2 separate regions of the Mus musculus genome follow, and region 2 is linked to region 1. A link is a contact called in public Hi-C data. All regions are on one chromosome and are shown on one strand. Each heading gives the region's core, a stretch centred on a gene start, on an enhancer-like site or on the middle of the called end of the contact. The rest is flanking DNA. Distances are from core to core; before and after follow the strand shown. Region 1 holds the start of Pin1 (protein (peptidyl-prolyl cis/trans isomerase) NIMA-interacting 1). Region 2 overlaps Olfm2 (olfactomedin 2).

Region 1 (4,559 bases), core at 1,025-3,524:
GTTATGAAGCAGGTTCTCTATATGTAGCCATGGCCTGTCTGAAACTTGAATATAGATCTGGCTGGCACTGAACCCAGATAACTACCTGCCTCTACCTCCTGAGTTCTGAGATTAAAGGCAAGACCACCACACCCTGCATAAAATAAACCGTTTGTTTGTTTGTTAAGATTTCTGTGTAACAGCCCTAACTCTCCTGGAACTCCTTTTGTAGACCAGGCTGGCCTTTTGTAGATCCATCTGTCTCTGCCTCCCCAGTGCTGGGGTTAAAATCATGTGCTACCACATCCAGCAAAATAAACACTTTTAATGGGAACCTATGTGAGTGCATGGAGTATTTCTGGCTAGGAAGAGTGAGGCTTCTTATCTGGTCTATATTCTTCTATACTGGTTTCAGATAAGAAAGTAGCCTTATTAAGTCTGTCATGTCATTTTTTGCTATTATGGTTTGAACTCTAGGTCTGAGCTATTCTCACTTTCTTTTTTTTCTTTTCTTTTTTTTTTTTTTTTTTTAGACTGGGTCTTTCTGTGTAGTCCTGGGTGTCTTGGAACTCACTGTATAAACCAGGCTGGCTTCAAACTCACAAAGATGTTTGTGTGTCAAGTCCTCAGGCTTGGTAGCAAATGCTCTTAGCCACTGAGTGCTGTCCTTGGGCCCATGCTTTGCTACTGTAAGGCTCTATCATTGAGGTTAAGCAGTTCACAGTAAGTGGTAGAGCCTGGCTTTAAACCCAGTCGAATCTTGCTTCTAATCCCTTCTCATGAGTTCATGTCACTGAGTGCCATCTTTTTTAAGTCACACAGAGGTTTTCACTATTGGTGAACTCATTGAACCCCTCCCCCATCAGTGTCTTTGAAAATCATTAATTATCTAGGGCCAGCAAGACGGGTAACTTGCCACGAAGCCTGACAACTTTAGTTTGACCTCCAGAATCCCATGGTGAAAGGAGAGATCAGATTGCCACAAATTGTGCTCTTGACTACAGTTTTCTTGGCAGTATCCCTTATAAATGTAATCTTTTGTAAAGTAACTTTAAAAAAAAAAATTCTGGAGATAGGGTTTCTCTGTGTAACTCTGGCTGTCCTGGAATTCACTTTGTACACCAGCCTGGCCTTGAGCTTGGAGATCTGATTACCTCTGCCTTCCAAGTGCTAGGATTAAAGGCATTTGCCACCACCACTAGGCATAAAGTAACATTTTAAAGTTCTAATGTATATGAATGTTTTGCCTGCATGTATGTGTGAATGCATACTACGTTCAGGCCTGGTGAATTGAAAAGGTCTTGTGGAAGAGTAGCTAGGGCTCTTAACCACTGAGCCATCTCTCTAGCTCTACACAGATTTTTTTTTTCCTTTTGCTTGTTTGTTCGTTTGTTTGTTGAAACAAGGTTTCCTGTGAAGCCCTGTCTGTCCTGAAATTCACTTTGAAGAGCAGGCTGTTCTCGAACTCAGAGAATTGCCTGCCTTTGCCTCCTGAGTACTGGGATTGAAGGTACACACTAGCACACCCTTTTCCTTAGACTACCAATTGACTAAAACTGATCGTTGGAGCTGTCCACCCCCTCCTACTCCCTTTCCTCATCCTAGTGGTACCGCTCTCACCCATCAGTCACCTGCCTAGAAGCCAGGAGGAGCCCATGGAGAAGGAATAAGTCGAAGTAGGTTCTAAAAAAGACACGGAAAGTGGGTGAATGGACCAGTGAAATGGTTCGCCTTGTGAAAACCAAACGGGACTGGTTTCGCTTTGGACATTTGGGAAAAAACAGTGGGAAGAAGGAGAACTCAAAAGCCAAATTTAGGCTCTACATAGTTAGCCTCTGCATAGTTAGGCGCTGCATAGTCACCAAGGCAACTGCATTGCTATGGCAACGGCAAAGTACAGCAAAAGTACCTTGTATCTTAGTTCCTGCTGGCCACTTCCGCGCGGATGTTGGCGGACCTCCGAGAAAGGCTCAAGAAGGCCGGATTGGCTGCCTCAGGAGCCAGTCAAATAAGCTCTATTTTGTGGCCTAAGCGAACCAAGAGAGCCTTTTGACGCTTAGAGGGAGCCACTTTCCCGGTTGGAGCACCCAATAGACGTAGCTTCCAGACGAGCCAATCGGCAGTGGTGTTGGGAAGGTGGGAGGCTGTGTGTAGGGGCGGTCCGACCGCGGGGGAGTCCAATAAAAAGCTCGCGTGCTCGCGGCTCCGTGTTGCCGTCCAATTGGCGTTTCTATTGGACGAGCCAATCACCAGCGGCGCTGCTCTGGCGCGGGGTCAGAGCCGCGGAGGCGGAGCAGGCGCTGCGGCAGGAGGGAAGATGGCGGACGAGGAGAAGCTGCCACCAGGCTGGGAGAAGCGTATGAGTCGCAGCTCAGGTACCTCTTGGGGGTCGCCCGGGGCCAGGGCGGGGCCTCGCGAGCTCTCGGAAGTTAGGCTGGAGCTTGCCGAGACAGGCGAGTCTCATCACCGGCCTGATTCGGGCATGGAGATCTGGCCTCCTCCGCGGATAACGGGCCCGGAAAGCCAGAAACTGAGGTAGGAGGTGGGGCAGGCACAGACGCGCCCCCGTCCTCGCCCACCGCTGGGCTCCGGTGCTCAGAGGTGACGAGGCTGCACCTCGGGGCTCCCTTGAGAGGAAGAGATCCGGACTCAGTGCAGAGGGCGTGGGCCGCCCTGATCTGAGTTCTCCCGCAGCATCCGAGACACGTGCCTGCTCATCCCACCCCCCAACCCCCATCGGGACCCTGCGGCAGTGATGGCTTCTAACCAGGCCAGTTCGTCTCTGGGTCAAGCATGGTACCAAGCTCTTTGAAAGACTTTAAGTTCTTTCATAAGTCCACGTCGGTGTGGTCTCACGTTCTCCCACTCTCTCTCTCTCTCCCTCTCCCCCCTACCCTCCTCTCTTCTCTCCTCTCCTCTCTCTTCCTCTTCCCCTATCCCCACCCCCACCTCCATATCTCCCTCCCTCTTTTTCCTTGGCTTATTCTCTCCCTCCTCCTCCTCCTCCTCCTCCTCCTCCTCCTCCTCCTCCTCCTCCTCTCTGTAGCTACCCTCTTTCAAAAGAAGACTTGCTCTCATTTTTGAGGTGAGAGAAACTGAGGCCAGGACACGGAAAGAACTCATCTGATAATGCACTTCAGTTACTAGGAATGCCCTGGATTGCAATGATTTTTAATTTTATTTTTATTTTTACTTCTTTTGATCCCAAGCATAGCCTTCCTCGGTGTCAGTGGCAACGCCTAGAGTAGCCTACAAGGACCTCAGGTAGAGCTAGGGTCTCTGCAGCCTACAGAGCTCTCTCAGAATTCTTAGTTATTAAGCATCAGGGTTCTGGACACTGCTTATGGCTCTCTCTGAATTAACCCAGCTAGGTTTAATGTCATTCACTTTCCCCATTTTGTCGAGGGTGGATGTGGAAAGGTATTAGACAGAGCCTCATAAAGACAGGTTACTCTTGAATTCTTGGTCCCCTGCTTCAGCTCCCCCAAGTGCTGAAATTACAGGCATGCACCACTTTGCCCAATGTATTTATTGAGGCAGTCTTTATTAGTAAGACTATACTTAGTGTGTGTGCATGTGGAGAGCAGACAATAACTTGCAAGAGTTTTTTTCCTTCTACCATGCGTAACTCATATCCTCAGGCTTGGCTGCAGGCACTTACCCATTGAACCATTTTCTTTCTTTCCTTTTTAAGGCTGTGTGTGTGTGTGTGTGTGTGTGAGAGAGAGAGAGAGAGAGAGATAGCCTTGAACCTCTGGTGTCTACCGGGATTACATGACACAGATTAATTAGCTGAGGTAAAGTCTTACTGTGTAGCCCAAGCCGGCTTCCAGCTCATGGTCCTTCTGTTTCGCCTCTCAGCACTGGGACTAAAGTTCTCTGCCTTTATGCCCGGCTCTGATGACCTTATCCTCTGGCCCGGCTCTGCAGATGAGAAAGCTGAGGTTCACCGAGATGGCCTGTTGGGAAGGTTTTAGTTGGATTTAGCTCCTGTCCAGCTGTCCAGGCTGCTCTATTCCTAGTGTGGGGTTGTGACTTCTAGCGGAAACTTGTTTCTAGCTGGGTGTGGTGGCACACAGCTGTATTTCCAGCACTTACACAGAAGCAGGAGGTCTAGCTCATGGCTATCCTGGGCTACATAAACTTTTTTTTTTTTTTTAATACATGTATGGGCATTAGACTTGCATGTGTATTCCATATGCATGCAATACCCACAGAGAAGCCTGAAGAGGGTGCTAGACACCCTAGGACTAGAATTACAGGCAGTTGTGAGCCTCTAGGTGGGCACTGGAAATTGAACCCCAGTCCGATAGAAGCAGCTGGTGAAGCCTCCTGTAGTAAAACTCTTTTATACACACACACACACCTCTACCCCTGCCCGTCTGCCTAGCTATGGACCAGTCCCAATTCTTGCCATTTGTTCTCAGTAGAACTATGAAAGCCGCCCTTTCATGGGTAACACTCAGCCCTTCTCTGCTGCTAGATCAGCTGTGTAACCCAGAATGACTCTCAGCCCTTGGAGTGACCCAGAATCTACTGGGTCCTTCCTTCAGCTTCTGCCATACCCCTCCCCTCTCCTC
Region 2 (4,379 bases), core at 393-2,892, 52 kb after region 1:
ACATGTATATATACGCACATACATACATATGCACATATATGCGTGTGTGTCTCTCTCTGTGTATATATGTGTCTGTATCTGTGTCTGTGTGTGTGTTTTGAGGCAGGGTTTCTCACTGAGCCTGGAGCTCAGTGATTGAACTAGGCTGGCCAACCAGCCATAGGTATCCCTTTGTCTCTGGCTCCCTGGTGCTAGTCCAAGGAATGCACTATGACATCGGGCTTTTTTATGTGGGTTCTGTGGATCAGACTCACAGCCACAGACTTTCACAGAAAGCACTTTCCCAAGTCAGCCCTGTCTCCAACCATGGACTTAATTTCATTCATTTATTTTTGGGAACAGGATCTCATGAAACTCAAGCTGACTTCCATGAAGCTAAGACTAACCTTGAACATCTGCTCCTCTTGAGAGTATAGGTGTATGCCACCATGACTGTCTTTTGGTTGGTTTTAGTGCTGGAGATGAATGTCAGGATGTTGAGCAAACTAAACCAGAGCTTTACCACTAAACCACACCACTAGCCTCCAGGAGATTCTAGGCAGGGGCTATACAACTGAGCCATGGCTCAGGCCTCTACTGAGCAGATTTCAAAAAATAATATATAGGCTGTAGAGTAGCTGGGCCATAGAATGTTTACTTAACAGGCATGAGGTTCTGGTTTTCAATCTCTTGTTTTACACACACACACACATACACACACACACACTCACACTCACACTCCAAACATCACTTACAAAAGACAAGATTCTCAGCATGTCCCTTATTCAGATGGGAAAACTGAGGCCCAGAAAAGGGACTCTGGGTTTCGGTCATGGGTCAGGAAGGGGCTCATGAGCTGAGGTGTGGCCTTTCTACAGTTTGTGCCAGTGTGTAAGTGTGAGTGGCTGCCTTTGGCCAAGTGTGAACAGAGAATAAGATAGCTTAGGCAGGTTCTGGTCCACGCTGAACAGCTGGGTGTTTGCATGAGCATTTGCAAGGGAGGCAGCCCCTGGTGGGTGTGATGCATGTCTCTTTATTCACCCAGGTGTGAACATGTGTGTGTTATGAACAGAAGAATGCTAGATTGTATGTCCCAGGGTCAGGAGAGGAATCAAGATAAGGGCTTTTGTTGTGCAAGCACAAGGACCTGAGCTCTAGTCCTGAGCACGGGTTCCTGTTACCCCAGCACTGTGGGAGGCAGAGACCAGAGGATCTGTGTGTGTGTGTGTGTGTGTGTGTGTGTGTGTGTGGTATGGGGGGGATGCTGCCCCAGTCTAGCTCCAGTTTCAGTGAAAGACCTTGTCTCAAGGAGTGAAATAGAGAACTCTGTTCTCTGGCTTCTGTGTGTACATGGATGTGTGCACTCATACACACACTTGCATACATCACACATACATGCATACAGGACTGTGTATTCACAGTGAAGCTCTGTATGTTTGTGCACACATGTGTTCATAGAGGGACAGCTCTGGGAGACTCCTCTAGATCTGGTACTGAACTCAAAGCCCTCAGTGGGTGAGGGAGGTACCCCACCAGCCATGGCCTGTTATTTATAGATAGACCCAGCTTCATAAATTTCAAATGTTTTTTTTTTATCTCCCTCACTGCCAGGCCCTTATAAATATTCATGAGTTTCCTGCCTTGGAATATCTGAGTAGTTGGGAGGAAGGGGGGCTGGCCGATCGAGGGCAAGGAGAGGGTCCCTGGTGGCACCAGGCGGGTGAGCTTGGGAGGACGGGGGTCCCTTTGGGTTTGTCTTCTCGCCTCCAGGGTTTCCTTCCAAGCCACAGCTGGCGAGATGGAGAAGGCTGGCCGCCAGGATGGAGTTCTTCCAGAGTCTGCTTTTATTCTTCCCTGGTGACTGTGGAAAAATACCGCCCACTCTGGGGCAGAGAAGGTGTCCACCCGGTTTTCTCAGCTCTAGCTGAAGCTCTGGGTGGGAATCTTAGTGCCCTAGGATCCCTAGCTACAGACGAGCAGGGAGTCCACACAAGAAGGTATCTGTGACTCCCAGCTCCATCCCATTGTTGGAAAGAAAGGGGTGATAAGACTGGGAAGGGGGCCCAGCAACAGGGCTCAAGAGGGAAAATGGTGCTATGGCCAAGCCCTACAAGCAGAGTTCAGTTCTTCGGATTTACAGGGTGGAAGAAGAGAACTGACTCCCCTGAGTTGTTCCCTGACTTCCTTACATGGGCCTGGCCGTGCATGCATACATGCACACATGTGTGTGTGCAAAAACAGAATAAATAAAGACTGAAGAAATAAAGCATACGTATGGGTGTGTGCATGTATGTGTGTAACATTGTGCATGTGTAAGAGAGACACCAAATTTTTGGAAAATATTCCAGTCCTAGGCCAGTGAGATGGCTCAGTGGGTAAAGGTGCTTGCTGCCAAGCAGGATGACCTGAGTGTCTTCCCAGGAACCACATGGAGGAAGGAGAGAACTGACTCCTACAGACTGTCTTCTGCCTTCCACATGCACACAATGGTATGCTTGCCTCCCACATAAATAAATGTACCATTTTCAAAATATATTCAAATCGTTTTTTTCTTGGATGCTTGGTAGGATATGCTTCCCAACAGTGGCCATGTGATTTCCTTCAGCCAATGGTGTGCATGTATCAGTGAGCTGTAGAAGAAAACTTCAAAAGCTGATGAGTTGGGCTGCGATGTTCAGTGGTAAAGTGCGCGACATGCAAGCATAAAGACCCGAGTTCAAATCTCCAGAGCCTACATAAAGCTGGACACAGTGGTGTACAACTGTAATCCCAGTGCTTCTACAGCGAGATGGGAGGTAGAGGCAGGAGAATCCCGTCCAGCCTGACATACATGGTGAGCAACAAAATGGAGACCCTGTCTCAAAAAGGTGAAAGGCAAGGACCAACAGCTAATGTTGTCCTATGCCCTCTGCTATGCATGTGCCATGGCCCATGTAAGGAGGTCAGAACACACACAACACATACACACATTAACACACTCACACACATCTACACACTCACACAATTCACTCACACAATGCATACACTCACACACTCTCACACACACACCACACACAACTCACACTCACACACACTTACATTCACATACTTACTCACACATACACATTCTCACACACACATAGCCACATACTCACATTCACACACTCACACTCACATACTCATTCACACACTCACACACCAAACATACTTGCTCACACACAAACTCACATACTCACAAACACACACTCACACACATGCATTCACATACTCATACACACTCACACACAATACAATACACACTCACATACTCACATACACATATACACATTCACACTCTCACACACACAACACACACTCACTCATACACACACTCACACACAATACATACTCACACAATACATTCTCTCTCTCTCACACACACACACACACACACACACACAAACACACACACACACACTCATACAATAAAAAAAATAAATAAATTAGAGGAGGAAAGATGTGCTTCATGGCTTCAGAGCTTTCAGCCCATTGCTTTGAGTCTAAGATCAAACGTGGCCGTGGGGATGGGGGCCACAGAAAAGCTGTTCACTAAGATCAAAAGGACACAAGAGATCCTCTTCTAAACACGGCCCTCATCCCTCATGCAGGCCCCACCTACTAACATCCCAGTCAGTTATAAACACATCTGGGGGTGAGATTAGCACCTTCACCATCCAATGGTCGCTCAGTAGCCCCACCTTCTGGGGAATAAGCCTTTAACACACAAATCTTTGGGGGGCATTTTATATCCAAATTATGTAGCCTAGTCTGGCCCTGAGTCCATATGCTCTTGCCTCCAAGGGGAGAGAGAGAGAGAGAGAGAGAGAGAGAGAGAGAGAGAGAGAGAGAGAGAGAGAGAGAGAGAGAGAGAGAGAGAGAGAGGTGTTGCATGCTGTAGTATAAATGTGGTTCCAAGCCAGACTGTCACCCCAGCACTTAGAAGGTGGAGGCAGAAGGATATGGCACTCAAGGCCAGCCTGGGCTACATAGAGAGTTTGAGGATAGACTGGCTGATGTAAGGCCCTGTCTCAAAAACACAAAACAAACAAACAACAGCAAAAACAGTTTAGAAATCAAGACACTCAACAGTTTATAAGAAATGGGTCAACAGCTAGGGAGAGAACACGTGGGCCCCATCCATCTCCCCAGGAAACACATCTTCTGGTTTGGAGGTGAGTTAGCCTTGTGTTTTAGCTATACTTAACTGCCAGCTTCGCACAACCTCAGGTCACTGGACGGATCTCAACCTGCCTGTGGAAATGTCTGGGGGCACTATCTGGATTGATGGTTGATGTAAGAGGGGCTCCAGCCTAGCCAGGCACAGTGGAACACATGTCTAATCCCAGCACTCAGGAGTCAGGGGCAGGTGGACCTCTGTGAGT

Evidence for each region. A called contact is a pair of places that touch in the nucleus more often than the background predicts.
Region 2: a Hi-C map of cerebral cortex shows a contact between it and region 1, with 2.1 times the contacts expected there. The contact joins the enhancer-like site here to the promoter of Pin1 in region 1. A contact is called at or near these places in 2 of 15 datasets of contacts at CTCF or cohesin (embryonic stem cells and pro-B cells), 29 of 484 Hi-C or Micro-C datasets (the N1E-115 cell line, cerebral cortex, cortical neurons and 5 more), 10 of 115 datasets of contacts at active chromatin or transcription factors (the SCID.adh cell line, VIP interneurons, embryonic hindbrain and 3 more) and 3 of 9 other capture datasets (adipose tissue, liver and pancreatic islet).

The regions. Positions count from the first base shown.
Region 1 is chr9:20,649,844-20,654,402 of GRCm38.p6, forward strand. It overlaps Pin1 (protein (peptidyl-prolyl cis/trans isomerase) NIMA-interacting 1), which reads left to right and starts at 2,275. Exons shown (of 4, transcript NM_023371.4): 1 at 2,275-2,354. The coding sequence starts at 2,297.
Region 2 is chr9:20,702,504-20,706,882 of GRCm38.p6, forward strand. The region is part of intron 1 of Olfm2 (olfactomedin 2); the gene reads right to left. Among named protein-coding and RNA genes, the nearest start is that of Olfm2, 22 kb to the right of the region's middle. Within about 2 kb of position 1,643, at least 33 of the 459 cell types and tissues checked have an H3K27ac peak or open chromatin away from gene starts, as enhancers often do. A contact at or near this core is called in VIP interneurons, cerebral cortex and cortical neurons, where this site is marked.